Regions from separate parts of the Sus scrofa genome. Here regions 2 and 3 are each linked to region 1. The links are chromatin contacts, called in public HiChIP or PLAC-seq maps. All regions are on one chromosome and are shown on one strand. Each heading gives the region's core, a stretch centred on a gene start, on an enhancer-like site or on the middle of the called end of the contact. The rest is flanking DNA. Distances are from core to core; before and after follow the strand shown.

Region 1 (3,332 bases), core at 496-2,995:
AGATATTCCAAGGACAGCAGAAAATTCAGATTGTGTTTTTATTCTTAACATTTCCTTTTGGGTGTGCCTGACATTTGAGAAATTGAAGGACTTTTAACTAAAGAAGGAAGCCACACGTGACCAAATACAAGAAGCCACGGAAAAGGACTCTTTAGTTAATGTCTCCGTGTTAGGCAAGGGGAATACTTTCCATTCTGTTCTCTCTCCACGTTCATCTGTTTACCTGGCCCATGCATGCTTCACAAATGTGAGTGAAGCAAGGGAGATAAAGGGATTAGGTTTGAAGTGTATTTCTGGGATAGCCAAGGCCAAGGCAGAGCTATGCTAACTGAAGTGGAATCTCCTAAGCATCTGTAAACTCCTATACACAACTGGCCAGATGCTCTCACTAATGCTTTTGGCAACTCCTAATCCTCCACCTTGGTGGTTTTTTTCTCTCACACATCTAGATGGGCTGAGGGCCAATTACTGTAAATTTTTATCTATCTGTGTAGGGTGTATGTGTGTGTGTGTGTGTGTGTGTGTGTGTGAGAGAGAGAGAGAGACAGAGAAAGAGCGCTAATTCTGGTCTGTTGATTAAAGCCTTTGGTCATGTTTAAGATTTTTCTGATGCAGGCTAATCAGTAGACTTTAGCACTTGGACATATAAGAACATTGAGTCTTTTTGAATTTCTTTATACTTGGAATTCAAAAATATTCATTAGCATATAAGAACTACTAGACTGTTTCAATTTCATAACCTATTATAATGAAAGCAATCCTTGGAAGACAAGAAATACAAGAGAGGCAGCATTCTATACAGGGTTTTAGTCCTGGTTCAGCAGCTTGCTGAGCTGTAGGATCTGGAATAAATTAAATAACCTCTTGGTTGTTTCCTCATCTGTAAAATGAGAAAGTTGGATTCAGATTGTAAGATATCGTGGAGCAGTAAAAGTTTTAAAAATGAAGGACAGTGAGGGCAATGACAGGTATAGACATTAAAAACAAAAAACAGGAGTTCCCATTGTAGTTCTGCAGGTTAAGAACCCTAGTATCCATGAGGATATGGGTTCAACCCCTGGCCTCACTCAGTGAGTTCAGGATCCAGCATTGCTGTGAGCTGTGGTGTAGGTTACAGATGCAGCTCAGAATATGCGTTGCTGTGCCTGTGGTTAGGCTGGCAGCTGCAGCTCTGATTTGACCCCTAGCCCGGAAACTTCCATATGCTGGAGGTGTGGCCATAAAAAGAAAAAAAAAATCCCCCAAACCTATCATTTACTACCACTATCATTTCATAAAATATAGAACATGTCAAATTCCCCAAAATTAGAAGTATATATCTTATAATAAGAAGCAATTCTTTAAATGGAAAAAAGTTGAGCTTTAAAAAATACCATGGCCTACAGTCCTTATTTTCCTCACTTCATCATAGGCCAGTAAAAACTCTTCACTGGCCAGGGTACGGGTCTCAAAGTCAATGTTTGGGAACCCCTGGACTAGGCAATTTTCAAGAGCTAAGGCTCAAACACTAAAATTCTAATTTTAGGTGCTCTGTTACATCCTTTCATTCTATATTATGGTCTAGAGTAGGTGCCTCAGTGAAGGACAGTACTATAATGCTTAGATTCTGGAAGATCAGAAATATCTTTAAATCAGTTTGAGAAATAGTACCTAGAATAAGCTTCAATTTATTGGAGAAAGTAGACACTACTACAGATTAAACTCCATCTGTTCCCTGGACACTTCCTACTAAGCTCATGTTTACAGATGAGGAAATAGAGGCAAAGGGAAGCTAAGTAGCTTGTCAAAAACCCACAGCCTATATGCCTCCATAGTCAGAACTGAAACTCCAACCTGTGACTCCATTTTTGATGATACTCAAAAGGAAAAGACTGTATTGAGATTTGAATTATCACTTCCCCTTTCATAAACGAGTGACAGATGGTTTAAATTTTAGAAGCTGCACAGAGCAAAAGGTTTTCCTATTTTAATTTCCCAAATATTGCCTTTTTAACACAAACATAAATATTGGCAGGGTTTTTCCAAAATAAAGAGGAAAGATGACTATGAGTTTGGTCACTTAATTTTCTCCAAAAGCGGACAAGATTACAAATTTAGAATTTTTAAAGGACAAATACTTACAGATTTCTTCTTTTTCTCTTAAGAAGAACCTGTCTATTGTTCGTGCTTTCAATCTGCAATAAAAGACAACATGTATGGGTACAGTGACATGAGAACAGATCTTTAAAAAGAAACTTTCGGAGTACCCGTCGTGGTGCAGTGGAAACGAAACCAACTAGGAACCATGAGGTTGCAGGTTCAACCCCTAGCCTTGCTCAGTGGGTTAAGGATTCGGCATTGCCATGAGCTGTGGCGTAGGTCGCAGATGTGGCTCAGGTCCTGCATTGCTGGGGCTGTGGCGTAGGCCGGTGGCTACAGCTCCGTTTCGACCCCTAGCCTGGGAACCTCCATATGCTGCAAGTACGGCCCTAAAAAGCAAAATAAATAAATAAATAAATAAGCAGAAGGCTGAGTAGACACTTTTCCAAAGGAGACATACAGATGGCCAAAAGGTACATGAAAAGGTGCCCAATCTCACTAATCATCAGGGAAATGCAAGTCAGAACGACAATGAGACAGCACCTCACACCTGTTAGAATGGCTGTCATCAAAAAGACAAGAGATAACAAGTGTTGGTGAGGATGTGGAGAAAAGGGAGCCCTCCCACACTGTTGGTAGGAATATAAGTTGGTAGGGCCACTATAAAACATAGCATGGCGGTTCCTCAAAAAAATTAAAAATAGAACTATCATAGGATCCAGCAATCCCGCTCCCACTTCTGCTTATACATGCAAAGGTAATGAAACAGGATATTAAAGATCTCTTCAATGCACTTGTATGTTTATTGAAGCACTATTCGCAATAGTCAAGACATGAAAACAGCCTAAGTGTCTGCCAAGGAGCGACTGGATGGAGACAATGTGATGTATATATCCAGTGGCGCATACTTGGCCACGAGAAAAAAGGAAATTCTGCTCTCTGCAACAGCATAGATGGACCCTGAGAGCATTACAGTTAGTGAGATAAGCCAGATAAAGAAAGACAAATAGGGTGTGATATCACTTATATGTGGAATCCAAAAAAGCTGAACTTAAAGAAACAGAGAGTAGAATGCTGCTTGCCAGAGACTGGTTGGGGTGGTAGAGGAATTGGGGAGATGTTGTTAAAGGGTTCAAGGTTCCACCCAGAAGATGAATAAGTTCTGGGGATCTAATGCACAGCGTAGTAATTACGGTCAACAACACTGTGTTGTACACTTGAGAATCACTAAAAGATTAGGTCTTAAATGTTCT
Region 2 (3,332 bases), core at 273-2,772, 200 kb after region 1:
TACCCCTTAATGAGCATCATCTTAGATGGGCCCTGGGTGATGTACCATGGCCTCCTGGAGGATATTCGAAAACAATGCCTGATCAGATGGCCTCTGCTCCAGGCAGTTCTGCTCCAAGACCCACACAAGAAAATGCCCTTGTCAGTCTACATTCCTCAGAAAAGACATTTCCCTGAAGCCCAGAGGCAGCAGAAGTTGTCCCATGACTGAGGACCTTGGTTTCTGTCTTCCTTGATCCTGGCCAAACCCAGCCCTGCCGAAGTCTTTCCTGTGATGTGGGCCACAAGATTCTTATCTGGGAATATAAAGAAGTTGACTGGAGTTCCCGTCGTGGCTCAGTGGTTAAGGAATCCGACTAGGAACCATGAGGTTGTGGGTTCGATCCCTGGCCTTGCTCAGTGGGTTAAGGATCTGGCGTGGCCGTGAGCTGTGGTGTAGGTTGCACATGCGGCTCGGATCCCGCGTTGCTGTGGCTCTGGCGCAGGCCCCTGGCTACAGCTCCAATTCGACCCCTAGCCTGGGAACCTCCATATGCTGTGGGAGTGGCCCAAGAAAATGGCAAAAAGACAAAAAAAAAGAAAAAAAAAAAGAAGTTGACTATGTGAAGTACTTAAGAAAGCACTCGGCACATCATAAGCCTTCTAGCCGTGCCCCTACCTCATAGGGTAGGTGTCAGGATTACATTAGATTATCCATGTAAAATGAATAGCATTTGGAGTTCCCTGTTGGCCTGGCAGTTAAAGGATCTGATGTTGTCACTGCTGTGGCTCAGGTCGCTGCTGTGGTAAATGTTCCATCCCTAGCCTTGGTACTTCCACATGCTGCAGCATGTGGCCAAAAAAATTTTTTTTAAATAAATAAAATGAGGAGTTCCCGTCGTGGCGCAGTGGTTAACGAATCCGACTAGGAACCATGAGGTTGCGGGTTCGATCCCTGGCCTTGCTCAGTGGGTTCAGGATCCAGCGTTGTCGTGAGCCGTGGTGTAGGTCGCAGACGTGGCTCGGATCCAGCGCTGCTGTGGCTCTGGCGTAGGCTGACGGCTACAGCTCCAATTGGACCCCTAGCCTGGGAACCTCCATATGCCGCGGGAGTGGCCCAAGAAATAGCAAAAAGACAAAAATAAATAAATAAATAAATAAATAAAATCATTAGCATTCAATAAATGTTAGGTCCTTGGTCAAGGAGTACCTCAGTTGCTGTAAATTCCACTCATGAATCTATATCTTCAAGAAGCTTGTGGGATCAAAGGTTCTGTTTAGGAAGAGGAATTGATACTCAACACCAAGGTCTATAAATCCCACGCATTCAGAGTTTAAAGAGGCTGGAACAAGGAATCCCCACATCTCCCCACCTGCACCCCATTCCAGTGTCATGACTCTCATGAAGATAGCCAATGATCTCTTTCTTGGTCCGTTCAATGGATGTTTTCAACCCTCATTTTCTGTGACCTTTATCTTTCACTAGGCAGCGCTGGCACTGCTGAGTCACTGTTCTCTTCATGAGATGTTGCGTTGGCTTATGTGTCATCACGCCCTCCAGGTTTTCCTCTTTCTCTCTGGCCACTCCTTCTAACTCTCCTTTGCAGATGCTTCTTCCTGCAGCCCTCTCTTCACTGCTGGTGACCAGCAGGATCTTTCTTAGGCAGGCTTCTCTTCTCACTAGACATATTTTCCCTTAGGCAATCTTATCCACACCCATGGGTCAATGACCCGTATGCTCATGACTCCTAAATCTCTAGCCCAGTTCTCTCTTCTGAATTCCACACCCATAGCTCTGAGAGCCAGCCGGACTTTTCCTCATGGATGTCTTACAAGCACCTCTAACCCTTCAAGGTCCTAATTCAACCCACCATCCTCACCTCCACAAACAACTTTGCACCTCTTCCTGTGTTCTCTATCTCCCTCTCTGTCATCACCTACATCTATCCATGAAGAGGTAGCTCTACTTCTAGAATATACCCTGCATTAATCCATTTTTCTGTTTCCATTAGCACCACCCTAAACCAGGACATTGGCATCTCTCACCTATAACAGCTTTCTTCTTGTTGTTCTTCTTATTCTTGTTCTTGTTCTTCTCCTTCTTCTTCCTCTTGTTCTTCTCCTTCTTCTTCTTCCTCCTCTTGTTCTTGTTCTTCTCCTTCTTCCTCCTCTTGTTCTTGTTCTTCTCCTTCTTCTTCCTCTTGTTCTTGTTCTTCTCCTTCTTCTTCCTCTTGTTCTTGTTCTTCTCCTTCTTCTTCCTCTTGTTCTTCTCCTTCTCCTTCTTCTTGTTCTTGTTCTCCTCCTTCTTCTTCTTCCTCTTGTTCTTCTCCTTCTTCTTCTTTGTTTTTTTAGGGCCACACCCACAGTCTATGGAGGTTCCCAGGCTAGGGGTCGAATCAGAGCTATAGCCGCTGGCCTATACCATGGCCACAGCAGTGCGGGATCCAAGCCACATCTGCGACCTACACCACAGCTCACAGCAATGCTGGATCTTTAACCCACTGAGTGAGGCCATGGATCGGAAGTGCATCCTCATGGATGCTAGTCAGATTCATTTCCACTGAGCCATGCCGGGAACCCCTGTAACAGCTTTCTAATGGGTCCCTTCCCTCCTGCTTGTCCCCTTACCAGTTCACCCCCCACACTAAAGCTGGAGGGAGTGTTCTGAAACAGCACAGATGATCAGGACACTCATCTGCTTAAAATCTCTTGACGACTCCTCAGAGATTTTAGCTGATAATAATTATAGCTTGCACTTATATAGTACTTAATATGTGCCAGGCATTTCTCTGAGACATATATTGCCAATATCCAAGAAACAACCGAGACCTCGCAGCTATGTGAGTGAGCTTGAAACTGGATTATCCAGCCCCAGTCAAGCCTTGAGATGGCTGCTCCAGCCAACAGCTTGATTGCAACTGAACCTGAATTACCTGCATAAATCACTCCCACATGTCTGACCCTTAGAAACCACGTGAGTGTTTGAAACCAAATACGAGTTTGTTGAACCTTAGAAACCAAATAAGTGTTGTTTTAAGCTGCTGAGTTTGGGGAAATTTTGCTACACAGGGATAGATAACTCACTTATCACTCTAGTATATGACCTCCAACGTCATTCATTCATTCATTCAACCAACCAGTCACTATATAATGAGTGCCAAGTATGAAAAATATGAGCACCAAATATGAAAACTACTTATGTCCATGCTCCCTTACCCTTTGTCCCCCCGCCCCCCGTGCCAGTGATAAGAAACGATCCTTCAATCCCAAAAGGTGGCATGAATTTTTGTGTTTCTGTGCTTTTGTGCTGCCCAAGGTATCCTTTGCTTCTTAGCCTGGTTGCCTTCCAGTCTT
Region 3 (3,332 bases), core at 517-3,016, 140 kb after region 1:
AAACAAACATTGAAAAAGAAACTGGGGAGAAATAGAAACAATGCAGGGAGCAGAAGGAGCCATAAGATAAACCCTGTAATTAAGATTTTCAGAGAGGAGTTCCCATCGCGGCGCGGCGGAAACGAATCCAACTAGGAACCATGAGGTCATGGGTTCGATCCCTGGCCTCACTCAGTGGGTTAAGGATCCGGCGTTGCCGTGAGCTATGGTGTAGGTCACAGACACGGCTCAGATCCCACGCTGCTGTGGCTCTGGCGTAGGCCGGTGGCTACCACTTCAGATTCGACGCCTAGCCTGGGAACTACCATGTGCCGAGGGTGTGGCCCTAAAAAGACAAAAAGACCAAAAAAGAACGAGCTCTTAAAAAGTCGAACGACTAGAGTAGAATTGTTTTTAATTCAGCAGAAAGAACGTATATTTTAAAAATCTCTAGAGTGCAGAATTAAATGGCTATGAGGTTAGGAAATAAAGACAGGATATAAGAATTAAAGAACCATTATCCATTGTGAGCTCCCAGAGAGAGAAGAGGGGAAAAATGGAGCCGAAATAATCGAACAGAATAATGGAAGTATATCCCCCAGCAGAAGGAAATGAGTTACCTAAGGGCTAAGTATCCAGTACAATGACTATAAGACACATGCTGAGGCACATGGTCATAAAATTTCAGAATTTGAAGGATAACCTCTTCAAAAAATTACCTCCCATGAACACTTTGCAGGAAGCCATTGGAGTGTGTGCATCACCATGACAAGGGAGTGGCCAGAAGATGACATGGGATCCAGGAAACAAAGGGTCCAACACAAGAGACTGATGACAAAAAGTCCCAGGATGAAGGTAAAGGGAAGACAGCCATGCTGTAGGCTAGAGACAGGTAGATGGAAGGTTCTGAGAGGATGTCTCCATAAAAAAAAAAAAATCAGATTATCTGATGTGTTGACTTTATTGAGAAGAGTATTAGATCATTTGGGGAAGTCTGGGGTTGGATTAGTAATGATAACCATATAAAAACTAAGTGAGTGAGGAGTTCCCACTGTGGCCCAGCAGTAATGAGCCTGACTAGTATCCATGAGAATGTGGGTTCGATCCCTGGCCTCACTCAGTGGGTCAAGGACCCGGAGTTGCCATGAGCTGTGGTGTAGGTCGCAGATGTGGCTCGGATCTGGTGCTGCTGTGGCTGTGGCGTAGATCAGTAGCTGTAGCTCTGATTCAACCCCTAGCCTGGGAAAAATCCCCTATGCCACAGGTGTGGCCCTAAAAAGACCAGAAAAAAAAAAAAAAAACTGAGTGAACTAAAAGGAAACTATTATCAACTCCAAGCCAAACAGGACATTTGTATATGTGTATGTTGCAGGGGGGAGGGTTGAAAGGGAACAAAATCATGATAATTCATATAGAAAGGGAAATAGAAAATGCTTAAAATTAAAACATCAAGAGAGAGCAGTATCAACTGTAAGTCAGGAACTGAAATACCAAAGCAAACCCCCAAACCAACCAAGAGAAGTGAGAGTGGTTCCCTCTTAAAAGAAGGACACAGGAAATGGGAAGTGTGGAGATTTCTGGGTTTGTTTTTTCTTTTCAATACCAGGACTCCTGGTACTATCCATTCAACTATGTGCACGGATTGCTTGGACAATACTAGTAACTGCTGAGAAGGGTTTCTGTGGGGTTTAAAGAACAGAATGCAAGTAAAGCTCGCAGCGTAGCCCTTGGAGTGTACGTGTTATTGAAAGTCCTTGTTACATAATAGGCACGAAAACTGTTTAAAGTGCCAAGTTGTTATAACACCAGCTACAGAGAGCTGTAATCAGGAAGGTCAATCAGCCGTATAGTGTGTTCAAAGTCATGTGATTCTTGGTGTCTCAGACACTTTGGAACTTTAAGGCTACTTCCTATCTTCTACTCACACGCAAAATGGAGAGCTTTTACTTCCGCTATTCCATCTCCTCCACTGCTGGGAGCCAAGAAAGAGATCTACGTTTGGGCACCTCTGACATCTAGCCCCAGATGTGAGGTGAGGAACAGCACAATAAATGCCGTGGCTTTCTTTTGTAGAGCCCACGAGACCTGGTTTCTTTAAAGGAAAAAAAAAATCTCAGGCTGGATGGACTTTTCTCCAGCATCGCAAAGGTACTGGTGCCTCTAGCCCTGAAGACAATGACTCTCCCTGCTACTGGAGCCATCAGGTCTCTGGACTCTCAGGCAAAGAGAATGGAAGCTGAATGAACAGCTTAAGAATATCGTAGGGTCTTCACATCTGGAAGTGTAGCTGGGGAAGTTTTATTCTCCCAGACTCCCCCCAGCTTGAAAGCGTCTAACTCTGTTTTCTTTGTTGTTTGGGTTTTTTCTTCCTCCCATTTAATTGCACACTAGAACCATGTTTTGAGACAGTCTGATTTTGATTAAAGGTCTCGTCACACCATAGTCAGGATAACTTTTTTTCTTTTTAGGGCCGCACCTGCAGCACATGGAAGTTCTCAGGCTAGGGGTTGAATTGGAGCAGCAGCTGCCAGCCTATATCACAGCCACAAGGCCAGATCTGACACCACAGCTCATGGCAAAGTCTGATCCTTAACCCACTGAGCAAGGCTAGGGATCAAACCCGGATCCTCATGGATACCAGTCGGGTTTGGGTTCATTACCACTGAGCCACAATAGGAATTCCAGGATAACCTTTCTCGTACCACAACCTAGTAGAAAGTTGGTAGAATAAAAGAGAGAGCCTAGGTCGTGTGGTGTCTGATAAAAGCCCTGACTCTGGGTCAGATGAACCTGGGTTTGCCTCAATTTTATCATTTCACTGTCACATTAAGCAAGCTGCTTAACCTCCATATGCCTTAATTTCTCAACTAGCAAGTGGGAATGACAACATCCATTCTCTAAGATTCTCACAAGAGCTAAATCACCTCACACGGCACTTGGGGCATAGTAAGCACTTTGGAAAACGCTAAGCACTCATCTATTCATCATGCCTTCTCGGGAAGAGAACCTGCTCCTTTCCAGATGAGATCTGGAAATCGAAAAGTTACTTAAGCCTACAGTTTCCACTTTATCATCCAAACTGGAAATACACCAAATCTAAAGGAATCCCCAAACTTATCAAACATACTTTTCATTTCTCCAACCGGGTCAAAGGAAAATGGCTTTCAAAAATTCATCTATGAGTGGATAAGCCATGAGATCCTGCTGCATGTACAGCGAGGGAACTATGTCTAATCACTTGTGATAGAACATGATGGAGGATAATGTGAGAAAAAAATGTATATATATACATGTATAACTGGGTCACTTTACAGCAGAAATTGACAGAGCATTGTAAATCAACTGTAATAAAA

Evidence for each region. HiChIP or PLAC-seq counts read pairs in DNA pulled down with a chosen protein or histone mark.
Region 2: a contact with region 1 is called in an H3K27ac HiChIP or PLAC-seq map of alveolar macrophages. The contact joins two enhancer-like sites. A contact is called at or near these places in 2 of 2 datasets of contacts at active chromatin or transcription factors (alveolar macrophages and skeletal muscle).
Region 3: a contact with region 1 is called in an H3K27ac HiChIP or PLAC-seq map of alveolar macrophages. The contact joins two enhancer-like sites. A contact is called at or near these places in 4 of 47 Hi-C or Micro-C datasets (adipocytes, adipose tissue, epiblast stem cells and 1 more) and 1 of 2 datasets of contacts at active chromatin or transcription factors (alveolar macrophages).

The regions. Positions count from the first base shown.
Region 1 is chrX:89,804,101-89,807,432 of Sscrofa11.1, forward strand. It overlaps ACSL4 (acyl-CoA synthetase long-chain family member 4), which reads right to left. Exons shown (of 16, transcript NM_001038694.1): 2 at 2,122-2,174. Among named protein-coding and RNA genes, the nearest start is that of ACSL4, 32 kb to the right of the region's middle. Within about 2 kb of position 1,746, at least 3 of the 83 cell types and tissues checked have an H3K27ac peak or open chromatin away from gene starts, as enhancers often do. A contact at or near this core is called in alveolar macrophages, where this site is marked.
Region 2 is chrX:90,009,094-90,012,425 of Sscrofa11.1, forward strand. No RefSeq gene overlaps it. Among named protein-coding and RNA genes, the nearest start is that of TMEM164, 95 kb to the right of the region's middle. Within about 2 kb of position 1,523, at least 1 of the 83 cell types and tissues checked has an H3K27ac peak or open chromatin away from gene starts, as enhancers often do. A contact at or near this core is called in alveolar macrophages, where this site is marked.
Region 3 is chrX:89,947,770-89,951,101 of Sscrofa11.1, forward strand. All of the region lies in intron 3 of LOC110257796 (a long non-coding RNA gene), which reads right to left. Among named protein-coding and RNA genes, the nearest start is that of ACSL4, 110 kb to the left of the region's middle. Within about 2 kb of position 1,767, at least 5 of the 83 cell types and tissues checked have an H3K27ac peak or open chromatin away from gene starts, as enhancers often do. A contact at or near this core is called in alveolar macrophages, where this site is marked.